Linked DNA regions of Mus musculus: all the other regions are linked to region 3. A link is a contact called in public Hi-C and promoter capture Hi-C data. All regions are on one chromosome and are shown on one strand. The core of a region is the stretch at or near the end of the contact, and the rest is flanking DNA. Distances in the headings are between cores, read along the strand shown. Region 1 has its middle 95 kb from the start of Gda. Region 2 overlaps Gda (guanine deaminase). Region 3 holds the start of Gda (guanine deaminase). Region 4 has its middle 53 kb from the start of Gm38486.

The links. Promoter capture Hi-C pulls out the DNA fragments that hold promoters and counts their contacts. A called contact is a pair of places that touch in the nucleus more often than the background predicts.
Region 1: a contact with region 3 is called in a promoter capture Hi-C map of hematopoietic stem and progenitor cells, with 4 times the contacts expected there. A contact is called at or near these places in 9 of 39 promoter capture datasets (the 3T3-L1 cell line, 3T3-L1-derived adipocytes, the HPC-7 cell line and 6 more), 37 of 484 Hi-C or Micro-C datasets (the AML12 cell line, ECoMG-derived neutrophils, the G1E-ER4 cell line and 23 more), 9 of 130 datasets of targeted methods (the G1E-ER4 cell line, bone marrow-derived macrophages, cardiomyocytes and 5 more) and 4 of 9 other capture datasets (adipose tissue, liver, macrophages and 1 more).
Region 2: a promoter capture Hi-C map of neutrophils shows a contact between it and region 3, with 3 times the contacts expected there. A contact is called at or near these places in 6 of 39 promoter capture datasets (3T3-L1-derived adipocytes, the HPC-7 cell line, liver and 3 more), 11 of 484 Hi-C or Micro-C datasets (ECoMG-derived neutrophils, bone marrow-derived macrophages, brown adipocytes and 7 more), 4 of 130 datasets of targeted methods (bone marrow-derived macrophages, cardiomyocytes, embryonic fibroblasts and 1 more) and 3 of 9 other capture datasets (adipose tissue, liver and pancreatic islet).
Region 4: a Hi-C map of olfactory sensory neurons shows a contact between it and region 3, with 2.7 times the contacts expected there. A contact is called at or near these places in 1 of 39 promoter capture datasets (neural stem cells), 1 of 484 Hi-C or Micro-C datasets (olfactory sensory neurons), 1 of 130 datasets of targeted methods (bone marrow-derived macrophages) and 1 of 9 other capture datasets (pancreatic islet).

Annotation. Positions count from the first base shown.
Region 1 is chr19:21,374,467-21,380,472 of GRCm38.p6, reverse strand. No RefSeq gene overlaps it. Among named protein-coding and RNA genes, the nearest start is that of Gda, 95 kb to the left of the region's middle.
Region 2 is chr19:21,394,333-21,400,865 of GRCm38.p6, reverse strand. It overlaps Gda (guanine deaminase), which reads left to right. Exons shown (of 14, transcript NM_010266.2): 11 at 161-307; 12 at 3,229-3,359; 13 at 4,806-4,833; 14 at 5,608-6,533. The coding sequence ends at 5,678. Among named protein-coding and RNA genes, the nearest start is that of Gda, 75 kb to the left of the region's middle.
Region 3 is chr19:21,471,258-21,477,399 of GRCm38.p6, reverse strand. It overlaps Gda (guanine deaminase), which reads left to right and starts at 4,739. Exons shown (of 14, transcript NM_010266.2): 1 at 4,739-5,032. The coding sequence starts at 4,910.
Region 4 is chr19:21,540,561-21,546,630 of GRCm38.p6, reverse strand. No RefSeq gene overlaps it. Among named protein-coding and RNA genes, the nearest start is that of Gm38486, 53 kb to the left of the region's middle.

The DNA.
Region 1 (6,006 bases), core at 2,148-4,647, 96 kb after region 3:
AGGGATGTTGGGAGAGGGGAAAGAATATGATCAAAATCTATTGTATAAACATTTTAATGGAAAAATAGATAAAGGGGAAGGATTCTCTGTTCTTTAAATTAATAAAATGACCTTTTAAGGAGTAATGCATTTTTCCCCACCAAGTCAGGCATCGAGTCTTTCTCTAGCCATGTCCCTACTGTGCACTGTCATTGTAAATGTATATGAATTCAGTACACTGTTTGATAGCTTTGTGCTTCCATAATAGTTAGATCTGGTTAAAGTGGGAATAAGGACAGGCAGTTGAAAGCACCTTATGATGACAGCTTTGCTGGGAAATACAGCCATTGTCACTCAGAAAAAGAAATGATTTACCCTCAGAACAAAAGCAGATTTTCAAAGATGGAAATGTGCAGAATACACAGAACATCTTTTCCCTAGAGGCTGTCAGGCTGTCCTGAGACAGAGACAGCACGGCTTGTCTATAGGAAGAGAACTAAAGTGGTGCGCTCTGAAGCCAGACACAGGAGGAAGCCGGGCCCTGGAATGGCTGCTGGTCACAGCTGAAGTCTCTGTTCACCTTCATGAACAGGAGCACCTGCTGCTCGCTGCAAAATGATCCCTGGCCTGATCATCTTGGACAGACTCCAAATTAAACTCTGTCAAATCCAGTCATAGCCTTTAATGAGCAACCTAAGGAAAAGTTTGAGTCTTTATCAATTTCTGTGGTGTTTCCTCTCTTAGAGTTCCTAAGAGATTTGATAGAGCCTTGGTGTTTTCTGTTTCTGCATTTGGCTATTTTGTTGTTTTGTTATGTTTTGTTTTGCATTCAGCGGAAGTTGCTTCTGGCCACACTCGAGCCAGGGAAGAAGTGCAGGCTTTGTGCTTGGGAAGCTCTGACTGAAACCTTGACTGAAGCACGCAGTCTGTTTAAAGGGATGAGGGCCCTTTGCCATTCTAGAGTATAAATGACGAGGTTCAGAAAAGTCAGTGCAAGCACTTCTCCGGGCTCATGCACTGTGCGAGGTGAGTCGCACCTGGCAACTTGAGTATTTTGAACTGATTTATATAACCACATAACCCCCACCAGCATGGTGAGCAGAATGCAGTGCCAAGATAGGCACCCAACAAAATCCCATGGCAGTGAGTCAGAGTGTTGAATAAAATCATCTCTGGGTTTAGGTGGGTGCTTTATAGTGATAGACATTCTATGTCCTCCAGAATAATTCTACAGTCATTGGTAGATGGATTTTCTTTTCCTATAGCAGTGGTTCTCAACCTGTGAGTCTTGACCTCTTCAAAGGGGTTGAATAACCCTTTCACACCTAAGACCATTGAAATGCACAAATATTATTATATTGCATTATGGTTCAAGACATGGCATAATTACAGTAGCGAAATTACAGTTACGGCGTAGCAATGAAGTTTACGGTTGGGGGCTCACCACAGCGTGAGGAATTGTATTAAAGAGTTACAGCATTAGGAAGGTTGAAAGCCACTGGCCTACAGGGTAAAAATCCATAGAAAAGCAAATAAATATTCACACCCCCTACAAAACTGTTGTTCTCATTGAGTAAAAAGTATAAACAACCATAGGTTTTTCCATGTTGTGTCATTTATGAAACTACAGGCCATTTTACATGACATGATTGAAGTCTAAAGAAACCATAGCTCACTCGAAGCATGTGTGAACTCTTCTGCTCTTCGTGTCTTGATAAAATGTCATACTTAAAAATATTTTTAGGATACAAATTTATGGGGCTGGAGAGAAGGCTCAGTGGCTAGGAGTCCTGGCTGCTTTTCCAGAGGGCCGAGGTTCAATTCCTAGCACAGCTCACAACCATCTGTAACTCCGGTTCTAGGGGATCCAACACCCTCTTCTGGCCTCTGAACTCAGGCGATGCACGCATATACATGCAGACAAAACACCACTACACATATTAAAATAAAAAAAAGAACCAATTTATACATTTGCTTAGGTGGCAATTACCTAGTTCTTCAGGATCTCATTGTAGCTTTGACTGATGGGGTCTCCTGCTCCCTTCCATGTGGTAAATGTGCTAGGAACTAGTCACTCATGATAGAAGCCTGGGGGAGTGAAGAGATACAAAGGTCACTAGATGCCACTTACAGAGTAAGTAACTAGTAAGGACAAATTCAGCTGAGGAATGACCAGGTCCATTTGTAAAAGCAGTCACTGTTTTGAAGATGACTCCATGAACCAAAGACTACTTGTAAGACTGGAGAAATTTTCCCAGTCAGCAAGACATGAATGATAAGAGGACATTTGACCCTGTACTGACTGGTTTTGTGTGTCACCTTGACATAAGCTGGAGTTATCACAGAGAAAGGAGCCTCCCTTGAAGAAATGCTTCCATGAGATTCAGCTGTAAAGGCATTTTTTTTTTCAATTAGTGATCAAGGGTGGGAGGGCCCATTGTGGGTGGTGCCATCCCTGGGCTGGTAGTCCTGGGTTCTATAAGAAAGCAAGCTGAGCAAGCCAGGAGAAGCAAGCCAGTAAGAAACATCCCTCCATGGCCTCTGCATCAGTTCCTGCTTCCTGACCTGCTTGAGTTCCAGTCCTGACTTCCTTAAGCGATGAACAGCAGTATGGAAGTGTAAGCTGAATAAACGCTTTCCTCCCTAACTTGGTCATGATGTTTGTGCAGGAGTAGAAACCCTGACGAAGACAGGCCCCATTTGACACTGTAGGGAAAGACAAAGCTGGGCCATGGAATGGATCTTCTGTGAGCATGCCAAGGCCTGACTGTGAGGCACATTGCTGTGGAGAGGCTAGTGAAGGACCCAGTCAGTTACAATCCATGAAGTATTGTCTAAGACACTTAGACACTGTTAGTATAGCATTAGAACCCAAGGTTCTGTGTACCTCTGGAGGCCCTTCAATGCTATGTACTACCCAGACTAACTAAATGCCAACAAGCAGAGGAGCGTCAAATGCAGGGACATTCCAGGACCTCTATAAGATGAAGCATCTCTGTTTCTGAAGACACTTGGACAGCTCAGAAGGTGAGGCTCACCCAAGGGTGTGACTACTAAGTGTTATGCCCAGACTTTAGAGCCCCCCCAGACTGCCAAAGATCTCCAGGAGTCTAACTTGTGTGCAAAAGCAAAGAGTCTTTATTCAAGGTTGAGCTGAGGCCTCTCCAACCTTTCCAGTGCATGGGTATGGAAGATGCTAAGCTGGTATCAGTCTTGCTTTTTATACAGTTTAAGCTGGGTAAGGGGCTTTTCAACTTGGTAGTTACATGATTGGTTGACATTTCCGAAAGCATAGCTTGCATAAAATTTTAGCTAGCACCATAAACTTTAATATAACATGAGTCATTTGTCCTGGGCATGACACTAGGCATTTCCCCTTATCAAGGGTGGAGTGGCTGTAACTTGGGGGTGTCTTGGTTCCTGGAACAAGCTGTGGTTTTTCCAGTTACTGAGTTCAAACTGAGGACAAGCTGGACATGAGATGGAGTTTGAACATAAGACATAATTAATTGGCTGGGTCCTTCTCTAGCTTCCTCCACAGCAATGTGCCTCATGACCAGGCCTTGGCATGCTCACAGAAGATCCATCCCACTCCATAACATGGCTTTGTCCTCCCCTACTGTGCCAATCTGGGACAAAAGTGGGACAGCACTCATATCTGGCTGGTCTTCTGCTGTAGCTAGCAGAGTTTCCAGGTGCCAAATGCACTACAGCTATCAGAGGACATTCTACTTGTATAACGATTAAAGAAAAGGTAGATGACTCTGTTACAGAACCCAGTTCCCAACCTGCTGCTGGCATGGTTTGGAGGCCAGGCTCCTTTAGGGTTGGAAGTAGAATACTGCAGAGTCACAGGCTTCGTTATAGTTGACTGTAGTCCATGGGATGTTGACAACTGGGAGTTGAGAGCAGTGCCCTGGGAGGGCAGGGAGACCTAATTACCACAAAAAAAATGTCTTCCCAGTCAGCTGGTCCATATGCTTGCTTCAAACATGCCCACTCCCCTAAAGTCTCTCAGAGACTTCGGCATAGGACATTCTAATTGTTATCATAGCAACATGCCAGCATATTTAAGGAGAAAAATATTAGCCAAAATGTTTTCTGATGCTGGGCATGAGAGCGTACTCATGTAGTCCCAGCTCTTTTGGAAGCAGGAACAGGAAGGCCATAAGATCCCAACCAGTCTTATTAAGACCCTGTTTTATTCTTGACAAATAAAACAAAAATATGTTATAACAGGCTGTAACAAAATAGTAAAATAGTTGCCTACTGTGTACAAGGTTCTAGGTTCAATTCTAGAAACAACAACAACACATACACACACCCCCGCCCCCCCCCCACACAGATTTTACCATTTGGTCTAAGTGTAGTGTAATTGGTTAAGCAAAATATACACCAAGTTGTGAACCCTCCTTTTCCAAATGAGGAAAACCACGTCAAAAGAATAATCATGTAAGAGTTTTATGCCAATTTGGAAATGTCCATAAAATATTATATTAACATTAAGTTAAAATTCAAGTAATTTTTAAAAAAATTGTAAGTGGCTGGGCATAATGGCTCGTAAATACATTCTATCACTCAGAACACTGAGGCAGAGGAGAGTCACCAAAAGTTTGAGGCCATCCTGGTCTACATAAAGTTCCAGGTTAGCCTAAACTACAGAATGTGATCCTGTCTCAACAAACAGAAACACAAAAAATATGAACAACTTCTGGTTATTTGGGGGAAAAATTGTACAGCTTCTATCATGGAGTAATTTTCCTCAATTCATCAAATCCATAAATATCAGAAAATGTTAAATTATCCTTTAAAAATCAGTCAAAGGATAGGAGCCGTGCATTCGCAGAAGAAACGCGGTGAACTCTTTGTAAGAAATGCTGTTCATCTTTGCTAATAACAGGCGCCACTGTGGTTATAGTTCTTCAAACCCATAAAATATCAATCTTATATGTGGCCTTTCAATATAATGAATTATTTCTCTGTTGGTGACATGACCCAATTCAAGCCAGATTAGAGTATACAGAAAGGCAGGTTTATTGGGAAACCCACTCTCTGCTCACTGGTCCCAAGGACAAGACCAAGGAAGTCTCCATGAGGATAGAGACAGAGGGGACGAGGAGGAGAAAGAGAGAGGAGAGAGAAAGAGGAGAGGGGAGATAGAGGGGAGAGAGAAGGAGGAGAGGAAGGGCGGGGGAGGGAGGAAGGGGTAAGGGCAGAAGGGAGAGGGAGACAAGGGAGAGGGGTGAGAGGGGAAAAGGGTGAGAGGGCAGAGGGGAGAGAGGGAGAGGGGTGAGAGGACAAAGGGGAGGGGGGAAAGGGGACAGAAGGGAGAGGGGAGAGAAGGGAGAGAAGAGAAAGGGGGAGAGGGAAGAGGGGAGAAGGGACATAAGGGAGAGGGGAGAGGGGACAAAGCAAGAGGGGAGAGATGGAAGAGATGAAAGGGGAGAGGGGACAGAAAAGAGAGAGGACAGAAGGGAGAGGAGAGAAAGGAGAGGGGGGAGAGGGAAGAGAAGGGAGAAGAAAGAGGGGAGAGAAGGGAGAGGGAGAGGGGGAAAGGGGAGGGGAGAAAGAGAGAAAGAGAGAGAGAGATCGCTAAAATGTCTGGATTATTTATGAAAGAGACTCTTGGGGGAGGGGAAGCCTAACCCTTGGGCCTAGAAAGTTCAGGGTAGAGGGTGAAGGTTGCAAGGTAGGGACTGAGGGATGCTGGGAGAACCTGGAGGACAGGTCCCCTTTGGCATGTTAAATATGCACCTCTGCTCTTTGTCTCCGGTCTCAATCCCAATACAATATACCACAGTAATCAAACACTGTGTAGTATGTATGAAGCTAAGGGCTCAGTCCCCAGCACCCCCACCACACACACCCCACATCACATTTGCATGAAATAACTGCCCTTGTTTGTCACTACTAAGACATGGAGGGGAATAAACTGAGAAGGAGAATGTAACAGTTTTCAAAAAATGAAAGGTACTCATGTCCTCTGACTCTACAGTTTAGCTCTGGAGACTTTATTCTATATGCAAA
Region 2 (6,533 bases), core at 3,131-5,630, 76 kb after region 3:
CACAGTTAATATGTTTACAGTTGAGAATGTTTTAGAAATGGAAAGATAAAATGCTTGTCATTAAAACCAGAGTGGTGGGGATGTGACGGTGAAACTGTATACCTGTTGTCCCATCCACCTTTATAAAGTTACCATTTGGGCTTTGTCTTCCCTACCATAGATGTGGCTGGTGGCTACTCCTATTCCATGCTTGATGCCATCAGAAGAGCAGTCATGGTTTCCAATGTCCTCTTAATTAATAAGGTAAATGAGAAAAACCTCACCCTCAAAGAAGTCTTCAGACTAGCCACTCTTGGAGGAAGCCAAGGTAATGACTACCTTCATCTTCTCTCATATCATGTACGATCATGCCCATCTGTGTCTTTGGCTATAGCGTGGAGGTGCACCATAGCGAACTAAGGCAAATCCTATATTCACAACTGATGTATGTCATATAACATACCCAACTCATAGCTATGTAGTACAGCAACCACTCTTTCAATGAATTCAGTCTTTGGTGGGTAACTGTTTAATGCACTATTGTCATATTGACTCTTTTAGTGAATATTTACATTAGTCATATGCATATGAGTTAAGATAATTTATTCTTCCATTGAGTCAAGTAATGTCTTTTCTATGATGATAATGCTATCAATAAAAGTGATTGACAAGATAATTGTATTCTTTCCATGGGCCAGTCTCGTGAATGCCCTGGGTGTGTGCTGCCATTCCGTCCTCACTGCCACTGTCGATAATTTCACCCACACAGTAACCAAGGTGTGGGGTGCCATGGTTTGCATTCAGAAAGCACTAATCCAGAGTGCAGAGTTGAACCTCATTATGCTGTTTTCCCATAGAAATTCCTGCCTAATCCATGTACTGATTACTCAAGCGTCTTTAAATGGAGAATGAAATAACAGTGTAGGTGATTGACAGCTGTGATTCATCATCTTTCCTTATCTCTCGTGTGCCACTACAGTTGAAATAATCACTTTGGTTTGTTCTAGAAATGTGATATAATGAAAGTAGCTTCAAACCACTGGCAGCTAGCTCTAGAGCCATTAGATATACATTTACAGATCTATGTACATTTATGATACAGTCCCTAAATCAAAAATGGAACACCATCTTTGCATATTCTAGACTATCATGAACACCAAAAGAATGTTTCAAGGGAGAGAAATCAAAGTTACATCCTTTGTATTTTCCTGGCTCTCTATTTCATTTCTAAATATCTTAAGTGTGGTCCTGGCCCCGCAGCACCATTATATACGTTATATACTTTAGCTAGGTGATCTGCTGCCCACCCACTGATGAAAATAGGTGGAACTAAACTGGAGCAGTGTTCTTCAGCCTAGGCTCTGTGTTTCACTCTGCTAGGTTGCTGTCTCTAATCAAGCCACTGTGGGAACTTGCCAAAGCATTCACCCAGAGGGTAGCTTTAAATCAGTGTTGTTTGGTGACCGGTTACTGTTCGGGACTTCCTTCTCCTTGGTTATGTCTGTAGTGGAGCCTGAGTGAAGTGGGTTAAGTCATTCCTGTTTAAAGTGCAACACTTCCCAGCTCTGCCACAACCTTTACACACGTTCTCTGTTAGCCAACCCCATACAGACAGCATTCCTCAAGTTGCAAGTGCTACTGGATTGCATTTCCTGAAGCCATCTGAGTTGCTGACCAGCCTGGTTCTGTCTATGGAAAGATCTAGATTTACATCTATTTCCATGTTCACTAAAACCTGTCATCTGTTTCTCACATAGCTCATCTCTGAGCTCTCTGTTTTCTGATGAATAGCCCATTTAGTTTAGATATCCTCAGACCCTCTGGGCCTCACAATTGTGTCAGCTCCTCTGGCCTACTAAGCACACTCAATTTCTTATTGAATATAGTCACTGTAAGCTCATAGTGTAAACTATGTGGTGGTGGGCGGCTTACACCTTTAGTCATAGCACTCTGGGAGGCAGAGGCAAGCAGATCTCTGAGTTCAAGACCAGCTTGGTCTACAGATTGCGTTTTAGGACAGCCAGGACTACACAGAGAAACCATATCTCAAAAACCAACCAACCAAAACAAAAACCCAAACAAGCAAATAATAAAACCCCTCAAAGTGTGGTGCTGCTTCTTTGTCAATGGCAAAAAGTAGCATGTAACCAGTAAAAGTAACCAAGTGTCCATGTTTTGTTCACACCAGACTCTCCCAGAAGTCACCTTGCTGCTTTTAACAGTTATTATTTCCACAGCCTTCTCTGACTAAGATGTCTTTAGGTTAAAAAGTCCTTTCTTTACAGGCAGTGAAAAAGAGGATTTAAGAACAAGTATGATTTCTAATTTGCTGTTCTGACAATTGCCATGTTATTGGGATGCCTGTGCACAGAAATATTCCATGTCAGATACTGCACCATACCAGAAAAGCAAAGAAAAATCTACCCAATACTTCCCCATCATAAAATACACTGGAAGTGACAGGATGCAGCAGACATAAATCTTGGAATAGATAGTATACCATGAATGTGATCTCAATGCACCTCTTGCTCAGAATGCAGGCTTTAAGGAGCTGCCAATCAAACAGCATCATTGGCAAGAAAACTAGACACCTGCAGTTCTTTAATAAATTTTAAAAATGAGGCATGTTCTTTCTTGGCATCCAGAAACCATGGACATGAATTATAGCTGGAAGCTGGGAGAAGCCAGAAGACATTTATTGGCCTTTGTCCTAGCTTAGGAAACCATTCTTCTTGGGCAATCAGAGTGCCTTTCAAGTTAACTGAGACTCTTGAGTTACAGGTTCTTGATGGGTGTACTTGTATTGAAAATTTTGCAGTTTTTTTTTTTAAATGTGAGGTTCAGTTTAGTGTAGTGAAAATAAATATGACCAACTATTTCATGGAACAAAAAGGTAAGTCTAGAAATGTTGGGGAGAAGAGGGGAATGAAGTAGGTAGGTGGTGTGTCAAGCTTGCTGCTTTGAAGGTTCAGTGGAGCGCACTGACAGGGCTGAAGAGGAGACCTCATCAGAACTATGACACTGCCATGAACAGAGCTATTTGCTTTCCTCTTCTTCATTGTCTGTGCAAAGATCTTCTGTCCTGTTGGGATGGGAGCACTTTTCTGCTTCACGAGTAAGGTGCTTCATGAGTAAGGTGCTAATTTTGGAGGGTCTAGTTATATGTTGACAGAGTCTGTCCATGTAAACAAGGACACAGGAAGGAGTCTGTGGTAGTTTTGACTGATGGTCACTTCTGTCTGTTTGTAGCCCTGGGGCTTGATAGCGAGATTGGAAACTTTGAAGTTGGCAAGGAATTTGATGCCCTCTTGATCAACCCCAGAGCATCAGACTCTCCCATTGATCTGTTTTATGGGGATTTTGTTGGTGATATTTCTGAGGTAAGTAAAAGTTAAACAAAATGCCCTTTGGGGGGGGGGAGTGGGAGGGGATTATTTTAAACCAATCATTCTTAGTAAGATGTATTCATTTATTTTTTGTGAGAAATTAATCCTTGGATTTTGTTGTTGTTTGTCTTGTTGTTTTTAAATTTTTTTTAAAAAAGATTTATTTATTTTATGTATTTGAGTATATTGTAGCTGTCTTCAGACGTGACAGAAGAGGGTATCAGATCCCGTTACAGATGGTTGTGAACCACCATATGGTTGCTCAGGTCCTCTGGAAGAGCAGTCAGTGCTCTTTAACTGCTGAGCCATCTCTCCAGCCCTGTTTTTAAATCTTTTTTTGGCTTAGGATTTTTTGATTGTTTATGTTTTTAGACAAGGTCTCACTATGTGACCAGGTTATTTGAAGTTTGTCTCCCTTGTTGTTTCAGGGAAGACAAACTGTCTGTCCCTCTGTTGGTTCAGGTTGAAACTGGCAATCCCTATTAGCCAGAGAAAAGCATGCAGATATAAGTTTTCTATAGTACAAGAAATCATAAATGAAGTAAGATCCCGATAAACCTGAGTGTTCCTCTGCTGGGTGTGACGGAGAATGGAGAGCTGTGGAGAAATGGTCTGATATAAAGATTTTAAATTGGGAGCCTTAGCAAGACCTCAAGTGTAAGACAAAGACAGGGATGATCCTGGGGTAGGGAGAACACATCTCATCCGCTTGCTTTTACAAGCGCCCACAGGAGCATCCTAGGATTTGACTGAGGGAAAGGCCAGAAACTCCCCGTAGGTGTTAGGACCTGCTTCCAGAGAGAAGGAAAATGCCAAATGTCCTTCCTGCTTTTGTTTGTAGGAGAGTGTCTTCAAGCGTGGTTATTTTGCTGGTTCTCATTCTTATATTAGAGTAAACTTCCGAGAAGTACGCTTTGTATTTCATCGTTTTTCTTCCGTAATACACCTTTTGACACACTTGCATCACTTTTTGCAATGATTTCTTTGCTTTGTGCAATACTTTGCCTCTGACAATTTTAAGGTTGACTGTCAAGAATATTCCGGGAATAAGCAGGGTATGGTAGCACACTCCTTTAATCCCAGCACTATGGAGGCAAAGACAGACAGATCTAAGGTTGAGGCCAGCCTACTCTACTTAGCAGGTTTTAGAACTATGTCGAGAGCCTCTGTTTCAAAAACCAATAAACAAACAAACAAACAAACTCCAGTAATGGGCAGGCACTTCTTAATATCTGGTAGGCTGATTGTTGTTTGCTTGCCCTGGGCTTAGGTTTTCATTTATTCATTTGTTTTTGATAACACCATTCTTTATTAAAATGTAAATTTTGTCATGGAGAAATAAATTTCAATTTCTGGACTTTGCCAACAGCATTTATCCATAAATTTTACTTCTAAATGTTCAAAGACATATTTCTTACCACCTCTATTTTCTATTTTTAGGCTGTTATCCAGAAGTTTCTTTATCTAGGTAGGTATATTTATGTTTCTGGGCTAAATACAATATTTTCTTTGTTCAAGACTCTTGGTGGCACACATTAAACTCTATGCATGTTAATTTGTGTTAACTCATTAAAAAAAATCAGTTCTCAGCACTGAGCTTGCGTGCTATGGCACAATGCCTAATAATTCCAAGAATGTATAAGTCTTGAGCTGGGATGTAGAGGCAGAGAGAGAGCTTGATGTCAAGTCTTCTTGTGCTCCTCTTGTGTTCCACAACGTCCTTATCCTGGGACAGAACTGGAGTCACAATCAGAGCGTCATTCCCTGAGACATAATTGAATCAGGAGAGCCTACGCTGCCTACTATTGAGTGAGCTCAGCACTGGGCGATGGTAAGCTTTGCCAGGCCACATCTCCAGGTTGCTCATTTCAACGTGCTGAGGGTGATGCTGGGGGTATAGATAGTATATAGTATGTCCTCTCACCCAGGCCTGGAAATGCCAGCCAGCCCCTTCAGCAGAAAGGTCAGCGATGGGAGATTATTGAGCTACCTATGATTTTCGCCTCCGATACAGAATGGAGACCCCAATTCTCAACTGGCTAGGATGTCTTGACCAAGTCATCTCCAGGAGACTGTAAATGATCTGGGAGGAATAAAGTTTCTACCTTTGGGGGCTTGTGTTTCTTCTTTTAAAGGTTTTTATTTTTCTTTCTTAAAATCTAAAGGAAACTAAGGCAATCATTGACCCCCCCCCCCAAAAAAAAAAAGCACAGTACAAATGATTCTTTGGTTTTAATTTCAGGAGACGACCGAAATATTGAGGAGGTTTATGTGGGTGGAAAGCAGGTCGTTCCATTCTCCAGCTCAGTGTAAGGACCTTGGACATCTGCGACATTCTCCTGGGAAGACATGATTCCGCCATCTTCCTTGTGCCCAGGGACCAATCAGAAAGTATATTTACAAAAAAGTACCGTGTTCTTTGGATGACTTCTGTTCCTGTGTCTCCTTCCAGTGCCCACTTGGTAAATTGTTTGAAGGGAGTGCGCTGCTTCTCCACTCCAGTCTGGGAGCATTGTAATTTCATGACAGTGCCTCCCATTGGGCTGTTTAGATTTGCATTGTGCTCGCACAGAAGACATTGTTAACAGCTGGCAATGCGCTTCCAATAGTGAAGTAAAACGTTTCCATATAGGGAAATACAGGACGAGGAGATCTCCCTATGTGGCTAGACACTCTGTGCTAATGACTAAGAAAATTAGGAAACTCCAGTATGGACCAATGAGCAGATTTTTATGAGAGGGCACAAGCTAGACATTGAAAAGACATTGGAAAAGTCATTGGTTGTGCTTGGAAATTTAATATAGAGAACAGTCTCGTAAAAGGAGAACCTACTGGATTTAAAACATGCTTCTAGATCGACATTGTCTATGGACATTTGCACTTTGTGAAATTTGCATTTCAGGATGTGTTATTGTTATGCTTTCCCTTCTTGGGATGAATGTCAGAACCTGAATGCCACACGCTTTTCAAATATAGTTCTATGCTTCAAAGTGTTCGGCAGAAGTTGAGTATTAAAGATTTAAAGTCTCTTAGGGATAGTATTCACATAGCCGCAAGGCATAAATAGTTGTGTTTTTTTGTGTGTGTGTGTACTTCAAAGTCATCTTGATTCCTGGCTGTGAGGTGTTCCAGTTGCTTCTGTTTTATTAGATGAGAAACAAGCCCTGT
Region 3 (6,142 bases), core at 3,490-5,989:
GTGCCTTTGTTGGAAACATTTAACCCACTTTCAAACTAAATCCAGACAGTCTCTGCATCTGTTCTGTTGAGGTTTGTATCTATACAAACTTGGGGTAAGGAAGTGTTTCTCATATTCTAGATAATGGGATCCAAGGAGGACAGCTGGCTTGCAGAGTCAAGAGAAAGTAATGGTGATATGGCTGAAGTCTCCAAGAAGTAGGCATAAAGAGTGCAGCCTGGAGGATTCTGAACCTAGAGCCACTGGCAGGGTGCAGCCAACTTCATGTGCCTGGGACTGAGAGTTTTCTCAAATCTTGAGATGTTAGAGGTTGAAACCAGGCAAGTTAAGTGTCAGTTGGGATGAATTGGTAAGTGTGAGGAGAGGAAGTGAAAGGACGGAGGAGGGAAAGAATGAATCATTTTACACAAACCAGGATTGTGTCATAAAAATCTTCAGTTCCAAGGGAACCAGCTGATTATGCAATAAGGCCTCACCCTGTATATTGGAGTCTGCTTACGGGAAAAGAAAAGTACACATGATCATTTAATAAATATGCAGGGAACACTAGACATTGTTCGAGCATTGGACAGTCCCTTTACTCTTCTGGCATTTCTGTTATGTATACCAGTGCACATACATATGGATAGTAGAAATGGAAATAAATTATGAGGCATGAAAAATCTCTTTTTCAATCAGGGAAGTCCAAGAGGCCCCCATAAAAATAGGAATAATACAGGCTATTGTATTGTTCCTGGTGTCCTTCAAGAGCTGAAGCTGCTGAGGGCACCACAGAGTTCAGTCACAGGAGTTGGAAGAACCAATCTGGAATTAACCTAAAAGCCTCTTTAAGGACTGGCTCTCAGCGTACCAGAAGGTGCTGTGCAAATTGCCAAGGAAGAAATCTCAATCATCAGTCCTATCCAACTATGCTGCCTGCTGTGGTGGTTTGAATATGCTTGGTCCAGGGAGTGGCATTATTAGGAGGTGTGGCCTTGTTGGAGTAGGCGTGACCTTGTTGGAGGAAGTGTGTTCGTATGATCCTAGTGGGTGTGCTTGCGGCTCTGCACCCGCTCAAGAGCTCTGGACTCACAAATGAAAGACACATAATCATTTAATAAATATGCAGTTATTGTTATAATATAAGTTATTGTTCAAGCACTGGACAGTCCCTTTGCACATACAACATTTATATTTAAAATGTGTTGCTTAGCTCAATAGCGGGGCCACTCTTGAACCTCCACATGGCTAACACACTCCCCTCCAATATTTCTGAGTTAATACTTGCTAAATCTATGTTTCATCTCTTTTACCCCAGACCCAACAGGGGAAGTGGCCCTTGGGAACGCTTTCTCCGATTCTTACAAGACCATGGGCTCTCCCTCCTGTACCTTTTCCCACGTGGTCTGTCTCCTTTGCCCACCTAATGGTAGAATCCCTCTTCTTGTTTCTTCATTTCTTGCCAGGGAATCATAAAAGTCCCAACTCTATCCCCTCTGCCCAGCCATTGACCTCTGGCTCGTCATTGACCAATCAAAAACAAACAAACAAACAAAAAAAAACCAAAACAAGCAAAAAAACCCAACTGTTGGTAGGGTCCTGCAGTGGACGAGTGAATTCCTGTATAAGCACAAATCAAAACCCCAACAGTGTGTCACTGTGAGGGTGGGTGTTGAGACCCTCCTCCTAGCTGCCTAGATGTCAGTCTTTTCCAGGATCAAGAAATCTCTGGCTGAGATTTTTTACATCTTGATCCAGCTTGGCCAAGTACTCATTACTGAGGAGGCCACATACCCTAGAGGAGAACCTACTATTGTCACTTTACTAAGTCAGTAAAAATTCAAACTACATTCTAAATTCTTACCTTCCTATCTGCCAATGGCTGGCTGTGGCATCCATGTGGTGGGTAAACTGAGGCAGGCAGCTGTTGGGGGTCGGTGCTTAGCGGGATGAATCCAGATACCTACAGGGAATGTTCCTAAAGGCAGCCAGCCATCAGAGAAGCTGCTCGGCAGACTTTTTAACTGTGCAAACAAAGCTTAATTTACTGGGGCTGGCGCTCTCTGAGGCCAGTGGAAAAACCATGAACTCTTTCAATTCCTTGGGGCCTGAATGAAAGAGAAGGAAAGAGAGAAAATTCTCATGTGCACCCCCTACACACACACACACACACACACACACACACGGAATGGATGAAAAAAAGTCAAGAGTTCAATAACTTCACACACATAAATATACATACATATATACATGCATGCATACATGCTTACAGACCTATAGATAGACATATACATATTCACACATGCATGGTTGGAGCAAAGTTCCAACAAGCAGGATCCAAGTATTCCACACATACATTCATAAATACACACAATTGGTGAATGGAAGGAACAATGCTCTAACCCCCATTCACACAAACTTCACACACACACACACACACACACACACACACACAAACACACAGTTGATGTATATGGGAGAAGCAATGTTCCAGCCACACTCATCCTTTATTCTTTCTTCCATAGCGTATATATCCCAGCAGAATCTTTCAAGCAGTATACAACTATAATGTGACTACATGTTAGTTTTCTTCTAATAAATGATTATGAAAAACAACCTGCTTTCCAATACCTGTACAGGAAATAACATTCCATAGTATAGATAAAGAAAACCCCCATGTACATTCATAACCAAGCAACTTGTTATAAATAATCAAAGTGTAATCAAGCAAGGTAGTTTTTCTCAGCCAGTTTCTCTTACTGGCAATTTGCAGTTACAAAGAAAGAAGTAATTATTTTACTATTTATCTTCAAAAGTAATCTTGTAAGAGTCTTAAAAGAATCACAAATCTAAACTTTTTTTTAATAAAAATCAGTCATATCTACCTTAAATCTTCAAAATGTCCATCTATTCATCAGCAATTCTTTTTTTTTTTTTTTTATTTCAACAAAAATTTTTATTTATTTATTTATTTATTTATTTATTTGAAACAAGGTCTTACTATGTAGTGCTGGTCCTCCTGGAACTCACTCTCATCAGCAATTCTTAATCTATCATATCAGGAAGCTGAGGACAAAATGAGTATAAGAAATCAACCATCACCAGTCCAGCTGCAGTGAGAGTCACGTCAGCCAGTGCTGCCATAGTTCTTGTTCCCTGACCTTACAAGGTCCCTAGCTTAACTAATAAAAGTGTGCCTTTCTGAACTTCATATTGTCTTCTAAGGTTTTTTTGTTTTGTTTTTCCTTTTCTTTCCTTTTTCATCAGAGCCAGTAGTAAAAACACCTCAACCTAGCTTCACTAGCAACTTTATTTTTCCAAATATTTTCTAAGGGTGGTAGTCATTGCTGACAATCTACGTCTTTAAATTCTCACAATGTACTACCTGTAAACATACATAAAAATGTAAATGCAACTTAAGTCCATTTGGTATTGTTCATAAGGATATGTTTATAGATGTGACCATTCGGTACTAGATATCTAATTACAGGGCTCATCCCTGACAAAGACTGACTCGCCTTCTCAGCCCTCATTAATTGCCTGTAGCACTTCATCTGGAGAGGTCTTGTGGGATTTCCCGATACCAAGCTTGATTGTCAGCTAATGTTAGTGCTCAGGTGTAGCCTCGTGTAGGCTACTATGTTATTGAGATCACATGGTGCAGTTTTCCTGCATATAGAAGACACAATCTGGAGGGAATTTAGTAGGAAGAGTGGGGGTAGTGAGTAAATATGATCAAAATACATTGTAAAAAATGATCAAAGGAATAAAATATTAACATTAAAAAGAAATGGTAATAAACATATGGGAGAAAATGACACTCTTAAGGATGGATATGACCAGTGAAGGAAAAGGATGGATTCCTGGGACGGGAACTTCTGGATAGGGGGAAGTTAGCTCTTGGGCAGGGGCAGTTACTGCATGGAGTTACAACTTAAGGCAAAGCAATGAAGAGAGGCTGCCCCATTTAGATTCAGAGCAAGCCCATTGCTGTGGGGAGCAGCAGAGGAAACCTGGGATCCACACTTTGAAGGTAACCAGAAAGTCCTGCCTGCAGGACCTAACTCGAGGAGCTGGAGGCTGTTGTGGGGGGAGGGAACCTGGACAGGTTTTGTAGTGACTTGGCCCAGGTTCTGATTTCATGAAAGGAATGGAAGACCTCAGACTGTTTGGTAGCTTGCAGGTGGTCTTTAGATTTCTACCCTTGTACTTCAGCTGCTGGGAACTTCATTTTCTCCTCTTTTACAACTGAATAAATAAAATTAGTTTCCTCAGACACAAGACAAGTTAGTCGTGGTATTGTATGTGGATGGGCAAAAGGACTAAAATATTGACCTCGGTGGAAGAGAGGGACTTTGAGATCTAGATTAACCCTTGGTGCTGGAGATCCCTGTAAAGTTCCACATAAGTCAAGCTTCCAGAACCCCAGCAAACAATGAACACATAGTATGCATCCTTCAATCTCAGGAAAGGAAACTGGCCACAAGGTGTACAGCTCAAAGTGACCTTTCACCTGTCACCACGTTTATGCAAGTTCAGAATTCTGGTGCTCAAGTTGAGGGGATGAACGGTCCTAGGAGTATAGAAGGCTCAGAGAAGACAGTGTAGGTGCACAACGAAAGCAAGTCAGAGTGGCTTGATTTCGATAACTCAAGGAGTTAACACATCCAAAACCAACGCAGGGGTGGGGAGGAAAGCCACACCCCAAGGGAGCTGGAGCCAACTCAGAGGAGAAAAATCCTATTGGCATCCAGGAGGCAGGGAGCCAGCCCCTGGGCGCGGCCTGCAGGGGGCAGGCGATCGCCTGGGGAAGCGGGGGCAGAACGAGCCCCAAGAGCCAGCAGCTCCCGCTCCGCAGCCGCAGGAACCGCTCTGCGCCCGCCCGGTGCGCCCTCCTTGGCCAGTGAACTCGCGCTGCCCTGCTGCAGCCATGTGTGCGGCTCGGACGCCGCCGCTGGCGCTCGTCTTCCGAGGGACTTTCGTCCACTCCACCTGGACCTGCCCCATGGAGGTGCTTCGCGATCACCTCCTCGGCGTGAGCGACAGCGGCAAAGTGAGTGGGCACCGGGTCCCGCGCACCGCGGACAGGTGGAGGGACCCTGGCGAGGCACTGCGCGTTCAGGGTTCGCTCCTGTAGAGCGAGCACGGTGGCTCCAGAGTTGAACTTTAGCGTTTGGCTTCTAGAGAAGGCAGACTGACTGATCACTAGGTTTGTAACCTGGCTAGGGCGGAATGACATCCCAGAAGCCTGGAACAGTACTCGCACCGCACTGTAGGCATCCCTAGAAAAGGTGGTTGAATTTCTTGAGACAGAGCTGACCAGGGTGGCGTGGGGATCAGTTGATTAGTGTTGTCTGCTGAATTTATCAGGTAGAATAAGCAAAAACATCTGGTCTCATTCGCAGGCTCTTTCATCAAACAATGCATTAACACTACATGTTACACAAGTTTAATCTTGGAAGGGACAGAACTGGAAAATCTGTCTCTGTCTCTGTCTTCTCTGTCTCTCTGTCTCTCTCTCTCTCTCTCTCTCTCTCTCTCTCTCTCTCACACACACACACACACACACACACACAACACAGCCATTTGAATCAAAACAAACGGTTTCATTTTAAGGTTCAAAATGCCTTCTATGATTATAGCTTTTATACCCTCCCCCTACAATTAGATTTCCACAAGTGTCCTTTGATACCTGGCACTTCTTTGTCCACCCAGATGGTGACAGTGTACATTAGTAACATCCTGGCCAGTTTGATAAGTGAAGTCATTTCATTTTGGGGGCAGAATGGGATTTTTAATTGTTTCTCAAAGTATACCAGTCTGTGGTCTGCCAAGTTGAAGATGCTGTCATTGACCATGCTGAATTATGACTTAGATTTGGGAGTAACCAAACCTGATATTCTTAAAGATTTTTAAAAATGTGTGTGTGTGTGTACATACTCAAAGTAGCATGTGTGGTCAGAGAGCAACGTGTTCTCTTTGTTGGTTCTCTCCTTAATCCCCATGGATTCCAGGAACTGAATCCAGGTCCTCAGGCTTGGTGACAAGCACCTTGGTGACAAGTACTTTTTACATGCTGAGCCACCACACAGGCTCCCAATCTTGTTTTCTTGTGGGACTTGATTTTTTTTTTTTTTTGCTGTTGTTGTTGTTGGTACATTGG
Region 4 (6,070 bases), core at 3,076-5,575, 70 kb before region 3:
AGCACTAAAATCTTGGATGTGAGACTCATATGTTACAGAATGTATTAGTTGGGCAAGATTCATTCTCGGGATGCTGAAATGACCTGCTGTTCCGGCCCCCTGTCTCCTGAAGCTGTTTTCAGAGAATTGCTTCCAAAACAACCTCAGAACTAGCTGGTGATTCCAGATGATCCTGCTTCATCCAACCTTTCAGACTGATCCAATCAAAATGTCAGTCAAACACTGAGCCTTCTAAACATAGAAAGCCTGGATAAGAGATGCTAAAGTTAGCTTTCATAAGTCTAACCAATTTTTCTAATTTTTCTACCTCTCCCCATCTTTTTAAGGATTTTTTTGTCACCCCTATTCAGCAAGAAGAAGTTGTGGAGAGTCATCATGCCAATCCCTTGGGTTTGTGTGTCTGGTTATAGTTATTTTATAAATTATAGATAGGTTGTCATTATAAAGGATAATTTGGAAATGGTAATAAGTTTGAACAAGAAGGAAATAGCTGGAATGGATTACTAATAATCAAAGCATTATATAACCACAATCTTACATTGGTAGAAATTTTTATAATTGATACAAATTGAAATTAAAATTTTACATTGGTACAGAGTTTATGAATTGATGAAGATTTAAGGTTTTCATTAATATAAGTTTCATATATTGATATAAAATTTGAAATTAATATTTTTATTCATAGACAGGCATTGTGTCTATGCAACTCATTTAAGAAAGACTGGCTTATCAGTGAGTGCATATCTAATGACTTCTTTTGTGATTGGGTTACCTCACTAAGGATGATATCCTTCAGATACATCCATTTGTCCAAGAATTTCATAAACCCATTGTTTTTCATTGCTGAGTAGTACTCCCATTGTGTAAATGTACCACATGTTCTGTATCCATTCTTCTGTTGAGGGACATCTGGGTTCTTTCCAGCTTCTGGCTATTATAAATAAGGCTGCTATGAACATAGTGGAGCAGGTGTTCTTATTACCAGTTGGAACTTCTTCTGGATATATGCCCAGGAGAGATATTGCTGGATCTTCCGGGAGTATTATGTCCAATTTTCTGAGGAACCTCCAGACTGACTTCCAGAGTGGTTGTACAAGCTTGCAATCCCACCAGCAGTGGAGGAATGTTTCTCTTTCTCCACATCCTTGCCAGCATCTGCTGTCACCTGAATTTTTGATCTTAGCCATCTGACTGGTGTGAGGTGGAATCTCAGGGGTGTTTTGATTTGCATTTCCCTGATGATTAAGGATGTTAACCATTTTTTCAGGTGCTTCCAGAAACATAGAACAACCAAGATACAACTTGCAAAACACAAGAAAAATCAAGAAGAAGGAAGACCAATGGGTGGATACTTCATTCCTCCTTAGAATAGGGAACAAAATACCCATGAAAGTAGTTACAGAGACAAAGTTTGAAGCTAAGACGAAAGGATGGACTATCCAGCGACTACCCCACCCAGGGATCCATCCCATAATCAGCCACCAAACCCAGAAACTATTGCACAATGCCAGAAAGATTTTGCTGAAGGGATCCTGTTATAGCTGTCTCGTAAGAGGCTATGCCAGTGCCTGGCAAAAACAGAAGTGGATGCTCACAGTCATCTATAAGATGGATCACAGGGCCCCCAATGGAGAAGCTAGAGAAAGTACCCAAGGAGCTAAAGGGGTTTGCAACCCTATAGGTGGAACAACAATATGAACTAACCAGTACCCCCAGAGCTCGTGTCTCTAGCTGCATATGTAGCAGAAGATGGCCTAGTCGGCCATCACTGGGAAGAGAGGCTCATTGGTCTTGCAAACTTTATTTGCCCCAGTACAGGGGAACGCCAGGGCCAAGAAGTGGGAGTGGGTGGGTAGGGGAGCAGGGTGGAGGGAGGGTATAGGGAATTTTGGGGATAGCATTTGAAATGTATATAAAGAAAATATCTAATAAAAAAAGAAAGACTGGCTTATACCCAGTTCTTCTAATAACTGCTATTACAAACTGCTTAGAATGATTAAGTAATGCGCGCTAAGGGCCAGGTAATAAGCTCATGGTTATATTAGATCCTGATCTAATTATATTAAAGCTTTCTACAATATTCAAATAGAAATAGCTAAGAGTAGTCAAGGTTCAGCAATTCAGATATACTTTATATAGGTAGATAGTCTTCAAAAACATCAGGAATCCACAGAATATGACATTTAATATTAATTCGTTATTAAAGATGATTTGACTAGAGATATGTCTGCTCCTGAAAGTACCCTTTTTTTTGGTTCAAAAAAAGAAATTGAGCATCAAAACCTCCATATGGAGTTGCTCCAGTTATGACCAGATTGCCATTGGACAAAAATTACCCTATTCATCTACAGACAAAAACAAAAAACAAAAACAAAAAACTACTGTCCAAGAAAGGCACACAATGCAGGATAGTCAACAGTTTAGTTCTGCCAAGACAGAGCAAGTAAGTTCTTCATAGTTCCTGCTTAATTTTAAGGTATCAGATGGTTCTGGGCCAGAAGGCTGAAGACATGCTCAGACATTTTGAGGAATGGGGGACTGTCAAGATAGTCAGCTGTTTCTGCAAATTTGGTTAAGTTTTGGAAGCTATGTTTTTGTGTTTTCTATATACTCAGGTAATATTTAATTTGTTCTCAGGTTTCTGATGGGGTTGAAGACTAATTATAGTCTCATAATCAAACTTAAGTTGCTTAGCATTGAGGAAGATAATATAGAGAAGATAATTTTTAGATAGTTATACAAGTTAAAAGTCAGAACATAATTCAAATATAGAATATAAACTCTTTTAAAAATTATTTATTTATCTTATGTATATGAGTACAATGTAGCTGTCTTCAGACACACCAGAAGAGGGCATTAGAGCCAATTACAGATGGTTATGAGCCACTGTGTGGTTGCTGGGAATTGAACTCAGGACCTTTGGAAAAGCAATCAGTGCTCTTAACTGCTGAGCCATCTCTCCAGCCCAGATTATAAACTCTTTAAATTGGGATAAATAGTAGAGTACTTTATCTAATTGACAAATATGATGGACTAGATGTTAATAATATAACATACGTTGTAACTTTCATAATTGTTATGGTTGTGCTCAATTTGTATCTGAGAGAAAAACCTTTTTAAAAAATTTGAACAGAAAAGGTGAAATTTTGGGAATTATTTCTAATGCTTTGTTTTATTTTGGCTCCCAGAAAGCCATGCTTCCAGACCTGAGGGTCCCTGCCCCCAGCTGGCTTTGATTGATAACAAAGAATTGCCATGTATCCATTGCTAGGCAGGGAGATGGGACTTAACTTTTAGATTATGCAGGCAAGAGACTGAGAGAGGAGAATCACCATGACAGAGAAGCAGAAAGGTGAAACTTAAAGGCCCAGTGGCGTGTAAGGATCCAGGAAAGTGGCTCAAGGGGTCACTTATCTGATTGGGTCTGGGGTAGCACAGATGAGATATTGATTTAGCAAACTGACTCAGGAACGTTGGAGAGGAGAATGTATGCTTAGCTGTGGGGAGGATTAGAAATGCACAGCCAATGCACAGTCAAGACATAGCAAGATTTTTAAAAAATGTAATTGAAAGGCTGATGGGGAGCATCAAATAAGAATTCAGCTCTTAAAATGCTAATAAAAGGGATGGAGGAATGGAGAGATTAAGAATGAATAATGCTCTGATGCCATCTTCTGGCCCCCACAAGTACTATACGTATACCATATACACAAAACATGCAGACACACATATACACAGAAATAGAAATATATCTTACTGTAAATGCTAACAATCTTGAAAGATCCCTGATAAAAAGGAAGTCAGATTAGAATACAAAAAAAAAAAAAAAAAAAGCAACAGCCTCAAAACAATTACTTAAATAACAACAAACTAAAAATGGTAAAAAAAATACTCATTGGAACAAAATAAAGCCAAGAAAAAAAAAACACTGTTTTCTATATCCAGAGTCAAGAGATATCCTTGCTGAATGTAACTAGAAGCAGGAATTCTCCAGTGAAGGACAGTTAGCTAATCTGCTCTAAAAGACATGCCAGTCAAAATGTGGGAGAGTCTCTAAATTTTAAGGTAAAGAAGCAACAAAATTTATAAATATTTGGATGAGCACAACAGGTTTCTTTCGTTCCACAAGCTCTTTGAAGTTCATATGATAGTTGAGGCAAAATATATAACACTGTATGGTTGGAATGTCTGCAGCACAAATCTGAAAGGTATCTGCCTGTTATTTTTAGTGGCAAAATATTAGTTCCAAGTAGATCAAGGAAGGTATCCAAGATGCAGTTGCTATAGCAACTACACTAACAATAACATCAGAAGATGCAGCCTCTTGACAATTAATAGAGCATGTAGCAACAGCATCAGCAAAGATGGAAGCTCTATAATTCTTTCATAGTATATGCTGAATGTTCACCATGACAGACCATATATTACTTTGCATTTGTGTCTTTTATAGCCAGGCATACAGCACATGCCTTTAATCTCAGTACTTGGGAAGCAGATGCAGGTGAATTTCTGTGAATTTGAGGCCAGTGTGGTCTACATAAGGAATTCCAGGCTAACCAGGGCAACATAAGGAGACATTGCCTAGAAAAAACAAACCAAACCAAAACCAAAACCTAAACAAAGCCTGTGTATTATGTGTATCAAAAGTCAAGAAAAGGTATTTTGTACAATGAAAAGGGCCAAAACAATTCCTGAGCTATAGAAAAGAAAAACAACAACAAAAAATACCAGCACAAACCATCTGATCCTATACCTCACACTTTACAAAATTAAAGTATTTTATAGAAACACATGTAAAACATAGAATTCTATCTTTCAAAAGAAAACAGAGAAATATCATGACGGAGACAAGAAATAGTAAAAGAAAATCCCGATGAATTGTATCTTATAAATGCTTAAAAAAACCAAAACAAACCCTTTCTACAAAAGACAGTTTACAAAATTGAAGTGAGGAGCTACTAACAAGGAGAAAATATTTGTAAAATCATGGTTGATGAAAATCTTGTATTAAAACAAAAACTTTCAAAACACTTGTATTGGCTGGTTTTGTGTCAACTTGACACAGCTGGAGTTATCACAGAGAAAGGAGCTTCAGTTGAGGAAGTGCCTCCATGAAATCTAGCTGTGGGGCATTTTCTCAATTAGTGATCAAGGGGGCAGGGCCCCTTGTGGGTGGTGCCATCCCTGGGCTGATAATTCCTGGGTTCTATAAGAGAGAAGACAGCAAGCCAGGAGAAGCAAGCCAGTAAGTAACATCCCTCCATGGCCTCTGCATCAGCTTCTGCTTCCTGACCTGCTTGAGTTCCAGTCCTGACTTTCTTTGTGATGAACAGCAATGTGGAAGAGTAAGCTGAATAAACCCTTTCCTCCCCAACTTGCTTCTTGGTCATGATGTTTGTGCAGGAATAGAAATCCTGATTAAGACAACAGTGGTATGAAATTAAATAGTTCAGTTGTTATTATTATTATTTTGATAAAATGAGCAAAAAACAGGGATAGACATTTTCCTTTCTTTTCTGTCTTTTTGGGGGTGGTGGTGGTGCTGATGGAGACAGGTTCTCACTATGTAGCCCCAGCTGGTCTTGAGCTTACTATGTAGACCACACTGGTCTCAGACTCAGAGATGTGCTTGTCTCTTCCTCCCAACTGCTGGGACTAAAGGAATCTACCACCAAGCCCTGGCACAGACATTGATACACAGGCCACATCCAATCTCTGGGTCCAGACTAGATCACAAACCCTGTGGGATGATCGGTCAGGGAAGCAGAGCTCTCACTTATTCCCTAAGCCCCATCAAAGAAGCTTCTATTTTCATCAGACAGAGACTATTGCAGAAGTCTACAGCTGGTCAATATACCGGGAACAGCTGGCTATGGGGTGATCACCCCCAGTTAGTACATCTCCAACTCAACCCCTACACCTAAGGCCCAGGGGACATCATAGAAGAGAGAGAGCAGAAGACTGTAAAAGCCAGAAGACCAGTCTTTAGTGAGAGAGTGTTGTCTATATATGACAAAGAAGTGGCAACAATATGGTCACCTAAGCAAGACCTGCACAATGACACCAGTTG